Regions from separate parts of the Gossypium hirsutum genome. Here regions 2 and 3 are each linked to region 1. Evidence: chromatin contacts called from public Hi-C data. All regions are on one chromosome and are shown on one strand. Each heading gives the region's core, a stretch centred on a gene start, on an enhancer-like site or on the middle of the called end of the contact. The rest is flanking DNA. Distances are from core to core; before and after follow the strand shown. Region 1 holds the start of LOC107912787 (putative phytosulfokines 6). Region 2 holds the start of LOC107912784. Region 3 holds the start of LOC107912783.

The links. Hi-C and Micro-C count contacts between places; a contact is called where the count stands out from the background.
Region 2: a contact with region 1 is called in a Hi-C map of leaf, with 1.7 times the contacts expected there. The contact joins the promoter of LOC107912784 here to the promoter of LOC107912787 in region 1. A contact is called at or near these places in 9 of 34 Hi-C or Micro-C datasets (callus, leaf, petal and 1 more).
Region 3: a Hi-C map of leaf shows a contact between it and region 1, with 6 times the contacts expected there. The contact joins the promoter of LOC107912783 here to the promoter of LOC107912787 in region 1. A contact is called at or near these places in 6 of 34 Hi-C or Micro-C datasets (hypocotyl and leaf).

What each region holds. Positions count from the first base shown.
Region 1 is chrA09:65,003,491-65,006,190 of Gossypium_hirsutum_v2.1, reverse strand. It overlaps LOC107912787 (putative phytosulfokines 6), which reads left to right and starts at 1,334. Exons shown (of 3, transcript XM_016841115.2): 1 at 1,334-1,686; 2 at 1,794-1,852; 3 at 1,957-2,268. The coding sequence starts at 1,485. The coding sequence ends at 2,064.
Region 2 is chrA09:64,711,540-64,714,239 of Gossypium_hirsutum_v2.1, reverse strand. It overlaps LOC107912784, which reads left to right and starts at 1,392. Exons shown (of 2, transcript XM_016841111.2): 1 at 1,392-2,347; 2 at 2,468-2,700. The coding sequence starts at 1,963. The coding sequence ends at 2,640.
Region 3 is chrA09:64,676,973-64,679,672 of Gossypium_hirsutum_v2.1, reverse strand. LOC107912783 reads left to right here and starts at 1,442. Exons shown (of 2, transcript XM_016841108.2): 1 at 1,442-2,060; 2 at 2,340-2,700. The coding sequence starts at 1,903. The coding sequence ends at 2,682.

The sequences.
Region 1 (2,700 bases), core at 85-2,584:
AAGGTACAACCTGCATTAACAGTGCCAAATTTTTATTTTATCAAAATTAATGAGTTCCCTATATACCACAAAATAATATATTGACCTAATTATATAGAAAAATCCTACTGAAGCATGTGATACATGTACGTACTGTAGAGTCAAATGTTCAAACTTTAGTTGGTCAATTTGTTTATGGTTTTTCCAAAATTTTGCTTTGAACAGCAAGGATTGAAGTTAAGAGTCTTAATAGTTTCACTGATAAAAAGAAGAATAATATCTCATGGTAGTGATTCTTAACAGGAAAATACAAGCACACATTCTGATTCCAAGGAGACGATCCAACTTATTTATTAATGACGAATTTTAATATGATTTACTTATAGAATCCGATACCTTCAATGGTCTTTTTTTTTTTTTAAGGCTTTTAATTCTTCCTGCAAAGTAACGAACAATTCAAATCTTCCAAAAGAGAAGCATAATCACCATTTTTTTAATTCGGACATAAAAAACACCATCAAGAGACGACAAAACTCAAAAGCACTATCTCATCTGACATACTCTAAAAAAATGAAGTGGCTCCCTCCCCACCCCACCATTGTTATAGTGAAACAGCAACCACCGTTTTCCAAAAATAAAAAATAAATAAAAGATTGCACCATCTTTTTCCATGCATGAATAAACAAATCCCCACGGCATTACTAACCATGATAGAAATTACTTATTAATCAATTGTGGCCGACAGCATAAAAAAATTTGATTTCATATCCTTGCCTGGCATCTAGGAAAAGTATCATTTTCAAAGTTGCCAAAACTTATCAATTTAGAAAGATACGATTGGTATTGTTGATGGGGTGACAATGCTAAGTTCATATTTGTGTTTAAATTATCAATATTTTTTTATAATTATGATAGGATTTAAATTCGTATTATATAAATTTGGTTGGGGTTGCCGTTAGTGCAGGTTGCTGACGCGGGGTTGCAATTAAGAGTGGGGGTCTTTGTAGTGTGTATTTTGGAATGCTTTTCTCATGCTCCATGTTTTCTTTACTGACCCAACATTAATTAATAAAAGATTAGTTTAGCATTTTGTATGACGGTGTTTTCGTAAGTGCAATCAATAGACACTTGTCAAAACATGGTGATGTGTTAAAACTTAAAACATGTGATGATGGGCAACAGCTGTTAGCAATGTCCAAAAGGTTGACTTGTTAGACGCTGTCAAAACCACTATTACATTGATCTGTGAGAGTTCTTGGACTTTGCTTGGACCACCCTGGCAGACAGTGACTCAAGCTCTTTCTCTCCCCTCTTAATATTGCTGCTGTTGTCACACGTTTAAACAACTTAAATATTATTGTAATCCAAGATCATGGTTTTTACTTTTTAGCCATTAGCCCCACATCTTGAGTAAATAATTATTGTTTGTGGGGGGTTATGGCCTATGTGAAACAGCCTTCATGTGATTAACTTCCGGTGCTAAGCTTTTCTTCGCACGTATTTATATGCAACATATCCCCACTTCCATTTCCACCATTCCAATTCCCAACACACACACACTCTCTCTCTCTCTCTCTCTCGCTTACTTGAAGGGCAGTGTGGCTAAAACCATGAAGCAAAGCTTTATTTCTGGTGTTCTTCTTCTCTTCTTCCTGTTTCTTATTTCCTCTTCCCATTTATCTGCTCGTTCCCTAGCAAACAAACAAGGTAAGTGCCTGCCTGTGAGCACCCCATTTTTTTTATTCGGTTTTCGAGGAAATTCGAATTTGGATCCGAGATTTCCGCAGCAATGAACCTATCTTCTTCATCTGCAGGAAAAGAAGAGGTAGAGCTTACTCAAACAGCGGATATGGAAGACAATGAACTAATGAATGTAAGCTTCAAATCCTATCTCTTTTTCATCAGCCTTTCGTCTCACTATCTTTTAATATTTGGCTAAATATTTTGATGTTTTTGTTTTCCAATGCTTTGCAGCAGCTATTGGGGGTAGAAGCTTGTGATGCTGGAGATGATGAATGCTTGAAGAGAAGAATAATCTCAGAGGCTCACTTGGACTACATTTACACCCAGCATCATAAGCCTTGAGGACTATTCCTTGTATATATTCTTGTTAAGTTGTTCCATGTATAATTAAGTTGTCTGGGAACCTCCAGAATGGATTATGGTTAAGGTTAATGAATATGTATGTTAGTATAAACTTAATTATGATTATTAATGTAAGTGTTAAACCTAATTATGTAGCTAAATAGTTTTGTAATATGTGAGATTTGCCTCTGGGGTGTTATATTATTTTGACTTGATAAAACCAAGGTAAGATGTTGAAAAGCAAAGCCAAAAGTAGTTCCCCACCACCCAAAGTAGTTCCAAAGTTTTATGGAAAGACAGTTTCAAATCTAAGCTAGTTTGGTGACTATGGGATTCAAAGCAATTAAGTGGACAGTTGGGGAATTTATGCTCTTGCAAATTTAGTCACAGATTTCTACTGCATTAATTCACTTTCGGCTGTTCAAAGTTCCCAATCCTATGGCATACTAGGCTGAAGCTGCCGATTCTACAACTTATCTTAAATAACTCCTTTTGACCACTTCAGCCTACTGATCTGATAACTCTTAAATATCACTACTTCAAAGTGTATATTATGTTGTTGAAGGAAGAACAATAAATGGCAGCCTCTTCTTTCCCCATGCATGATGACCCAATTTCATAACCCAACGTTTATTA
Region 2 (2,700 bases), core at 143-2,642, 290 kb after region 1:
GTGATAATTTTAGTAGAGATGACTAAAATATTTATTTAAATAAAACAAAAAATTTATTCACAATTAACCTCTAAACTATATATATATTTTTTATATTGATACTTAAATTTCTATTTATATGATACTAAATTTTACTTCAGTCGATCGTTTCAGCCTATTTAAGTTAACATCGTTAAAAAAACCGTTCAACATGTGGAGCCAACCGAAGTATGGGCCATGTCATTTTTATATACATCATCATCATCCATATGGAATAAATATATTATTTATTAAACTTAAGTTAAATTAATTTATTTTTTTTATTCTCTCTTGACCCCTCTTCTTCTTCAATCCAAAAGCCATTTTCATGTTCCCTTCTTCATTTCCAGCAAACCATTTAGTCTAATGCAAATGCAGAATTGATATCATTTTTCATGGAAAATACGTTTAAATCTACTGTGCAAATTGAGGTTTTAAAAAACCCATCAAAATTCGATCAACCAAATGAAAGCTTGGATTTGCCAAAAAAAAAAAATAAAAGAAAGATAGGGTTTGGCTGAATCAAGGATTTGGGGTTTTTTTGTTTTCTGAAGTGGGGACTTTTTAGAGAAATAATAAAAAATAATTTAAGGTTTTCATATTAAATAAACATGACATGGAAAATATTATTTATCAAATTATTATGACCTCAAAATATTATGATTGGGTTTCAATTTTTTTATTTAACACCATTTGAGTTTTGGACTTAAAAGTATAATAAAAGTTTAGGTATTTATATGGAAAAAAGTTCAATGGGAAAATGAGTATAGTTTAAGGGATTAATAATAAATAAAGCCTAAAACAAAACTAAGAACGTCAACATTTTTAAAGAGTAAAAACAAAACTACAAGTTAGATTGGTCCACATGGTAGTCACGTGGGCTCAACACTAAACCAATATTCTTCTAGTGGGTTAAATCCATTATAAGTACCAAAAATATAGTTTACATTCTAATTTGGTCTTTAAATTTTAAAATATTTTAATTGAGACTTAAAGTATCAATATTGTAAAATATATTTTACAAATGTGGATTAAATTGTAAAAATGGGTGCACCTATCATATAAACAACTTGGATCTGACGTGTTAAAAAAAGAAATAATTCTAAATTTTATCAAAACTATTTGTTTTTTTTATAAAAAAAACGTGATATCCAAGTTTTTCATATGCAAGGTGCCCAATTTTTTTTAAATATACCCAAAAGAATGGCATGATTAATGCAATATTAATAATTTGAGGACTCAATTAAAGCATTTTGAAACTTAGGGACGAATATAGAATCTGGTGGATAGTTTGGGGGGATTGATGAAGTTTGACCCTATCTTTCCGTAGGTGTTATAAATTTAGTGGACGATAGAACTTTTACTTTTAGGCTTAAGGTTAAGGAGGCTCAATACTTCACCAGCGCACTTTAACACGAAGCCCGCTACCCAACAAGCAAAGCCACAGAAATGTGATATCCGCGGGCAATTACCAGTCAGAGCGGTAGAGTAATGAGCAATGCGCGTAAAATGAAATTATCTATTTCCCATCAACCGGGTATAGCCAGTAACCCAAGAGAATAGTAGATTGAGTGCGATTCAATGATTCTGGCTCGTTCTTCGCTTTCCTTCCCATATAAAGTGCCTGCGAGGGTTGGGTACTAGAGGCAGTCAGTTTCCCATCCTTTCTTTCATAGCTTCTCTACTTTGCCTTTTGGTTCTCTGTTTATTTACAGCTATACCATTCAGCTAATGATAGCTTACTGTGATCGGAAACTCGAGAGCCGTCGCTCTGTCCCCGCTCTCGGTTTCCCTCGGTTTAGGTTTTTCCGCCACCGGCGATTGTGGTAATCATTGTCTCACTCTCCAACCTAAAAAAGCAGCGAAGAGAAGTTTTATTTATTTATTTATTTATTTAAGATTTGAATCACTGTATAATATACCACGGTCGATCATTTCAATCCGATGAGGAATTCAAAAAATAACCGTAAGGAACCGGAGAAGAGCCGGAGGGTAAGGTTATCTGAAAGGGCGTCGTCGTTTCACGGGAGAATCCAGACGATGGAACCGGTGGAGCTGAGGCGGCCGAAGACGCTTCCCGACCTGCTTCCAGAGAGGTCTACTTCACTCTCATCCGATGCGAGGCCGCCGAAGTTGACGAAGCTGCTATTGAACGTGACGATTCAAGGGAGCCTCGGAGCCGTGCAAGTGGTGATGTCACCGGAAAAAACTGTCGGTGACTTAATAACGGTCTCCGTCAGGCAGTACTCGAAGGAAGGTCGGCGACCGATGCTGCCGCCAACGGACGCCGCGCTATTCGATCTCCATTATTCTCAATTCAGCTTAGAAAGTAAGAAAAAAGAAAAACTACCCCCGAAAATTTATTAGCCGTTAGATCAGGTTTCTATATTTTTGGGGAAACGTACGGCTGTAATTGATTGCCAATATTTTTGGGTTTGTGTGATAGCAGGTTTGGGAAGGGAAGAGAAGCTGATCGCGTTGGGATCAAGAAATTTCTTCTTGTGCACAAAAACGGCGGCATCAAAGGACGGCCAGAATAAAACGGCGTCGTGCTCAAATGAAGCGGAAAGTGTTACAAAAAGCTCGAAACCTTGGTTCAAATTCATGGATTTCTTGTTTTAGAAGCATTTTTTATGGGTATTGTATTTTGTAAAAAAAATTAATAATTTTTTTAAAAAAATT
Region 3 (2,700 bases), core at 193-2,692, 330 kb after region 1:
TATTTCAGAATTTTTTAATAATAAAGAAAATTGGAAATTCGCTCAAAACACGTTTAGTTGTTTTAAAATAGATGGAATACTTAATGCATTGTATCGAAACATTTGCCTAGGAAAGGATTAATGAACATGAACTAATATGATACAACAAGTCACAATTAATAAATCCAACAATTATGTACAACTATTCTAAGTAAAATGTAACCAAATTCTTAATCATGGATGGTGAACAATCAATACAAAAATAACATACAACAATAACTAACATGACAACATATAAAACGATCCACAAAATATGTACAAAATAAAATGGAATTAGAAGTCAATATAGTATAGGACATTTTCAAAATAATGATGAATTAATGGACACATAATATAAGTTGACAAATTTGTATAAAAACTAGGGATATATTATCATTTGAAATAAATATTGTAAAATAAAGCCTTTGAATTGAATAATATGCATAATATTTTAAGCACAAATCCATTTGAAAAATTGACAACATGCATGATAGCTTAAATAACATATAAAATATAAAATAAAAATAAAACACATGATAAAATATAATGTACATAATAAATTCATAGAACATGAATATAAATAAATTTAGAAATAATTATTTGTAAAAAAAATAGCATCAAATTAATAATGTATGAAAAAAAATTAAGCAAATATATAAATTATACATGTAACAAATTTTAGAAAATGTAATCATATACACAAAAAGATAAAAAATTATATTTACAAAAATACATAAATTTAGTGGTGTATATTTATAAAACTATATTATAAAGGGAATTTTAAAACAAATAATATATAACATAATTTTACATGTAACAAATTGGTTTGAATTGATGGCACATATAAATAATACATATATAAGGATAATAAAATATGAGAGTGTATACAATAAATAAATGGTATGACTTAAAATTATAGTTCTTAAAAGAAACGCATTATACGCATGCATAATTTTAAAGAGAAAAAAAATATACATACAAGAAATATTAATATGAAATCAATAATGTAGACTATAGTAAAATAATTTAATATGGGTTACGTATAATAGTAATTAAGGAAAAAAAACACAAAATATGTAGGATTTTCCTTTAAACAACATAGATATATAATAAGATATAGGAATAAATTTAAAATAAATTATGTGTATAAAATAATATAAGATTAATAATATACATGGAATAATTATATATATAATAATGCATAAAAACATTCATATAAAATATTATACACAGTGTAAAAATGATATGATAAAATAAATTTATAGTACTGACTTTAAAACAAAACACAATCATCAAAGGAGCTCCAAATATAAAAAAAAAAGAACCTAAAAGGAAAATTGAATGTGAAACGAATTTAAAAAAATAATAAAAAAACCAATTGAAATAAAATTATAAAATAAAGGGATAATTTATAAATAAAACAAACTACTACTATAAAAATAAGGACCCCCATGCAATGCGTGCAAACGTATATGGGTTAAAGCTGGAAATATTCCAGATCTCCAAAAACATTCAGCTGAAGCATGGATCCAATTGCAAATGCACTCAAATTACCAAGCCAAATTAAAAAAGAAATAAGCAAATAGCTTGCAATTGAATAGTAGCGCGAAAAAAGAAGGATCAATTGCGAATTATCCCTCTCCACGAAAATACGCGGATCCCAGGGGTAACGGAATCGGATCGGGTCGGGCAAGCTTAAACGGCGTCATTTCAAGGCTACAAATCCATGCTTAAACGTCGTCGTCTCACGGTGCCAATTAAAAGCAAAAAAGAAAAAAAAACAGCTTCTAAGAGCTTATTTCAGCAGAGCAGATTGAAAAGGGGGGAAAAAACCCTAAGTGTTTGCTCATATTCGGCTGCCGCTTTTAACATTACAATTGATGGATGGCGCCGTTTGATTCCCCTTTTAACACCAACGCCGATCTTCCCTTAAAAACAACAACCGACAAATGTGGCCTTTTGATGATAATTTTCGGCCTTAAGACCTCTTTTTCCACTTCAAGTCTGACGAAGCAAAGAGAGATCAATGGCCGATCCATAAGGTGAGATTTCTTCTCTCTTTCTTTCTATTATTTTTTTAATACAATAATGAAAGATAAAAATGAAGTCATTTAGCCGAAATTTAAAAGCAACTATTAAACAGAAAATCACCTCTAAAAAAATGCTTGTGAAATGCTCTATTTTTTTATATCTGGTGTGCGTAGTATATTCGTAATCCCTTTTGCAGGTACAATCATTGGTTTTATAGCCAAATTTACAGAGTAAAATAAATAATAAATAAAAATACATTTTTATTGCTGTCATTTGTTGTATTTTGTTAGCTGGCCTCTTCTCGTGTATTCTAACGCAGGGATGGCCGTACGGAGGAGAAAGGAGACGCGCAAAGGAGGCCATGCGAGGAGCCTCTCATGGGAGCCCAACTCTCTGGCATTCCAGAAGCTTCTGGTGCTCTCGACTGCTGTGTTTCGTTTTGGGTGTATTAGGCCTCGGGTTTGGGCTGTTCGAACTAAGGATTGGGTTAAGTCTATATTAAAGGATTTTGGGTTTAAGTTATTTTTGGCCCTAATATTTGTAACCGGACATTGGATTTCTGAATTTGGATTCTTTATTTGTGTGTGTTCAATTTACTTGGACTTATTTGTTTGGCTTATTTTAATACTTTAAAAGGGCCCGGGCAAAATT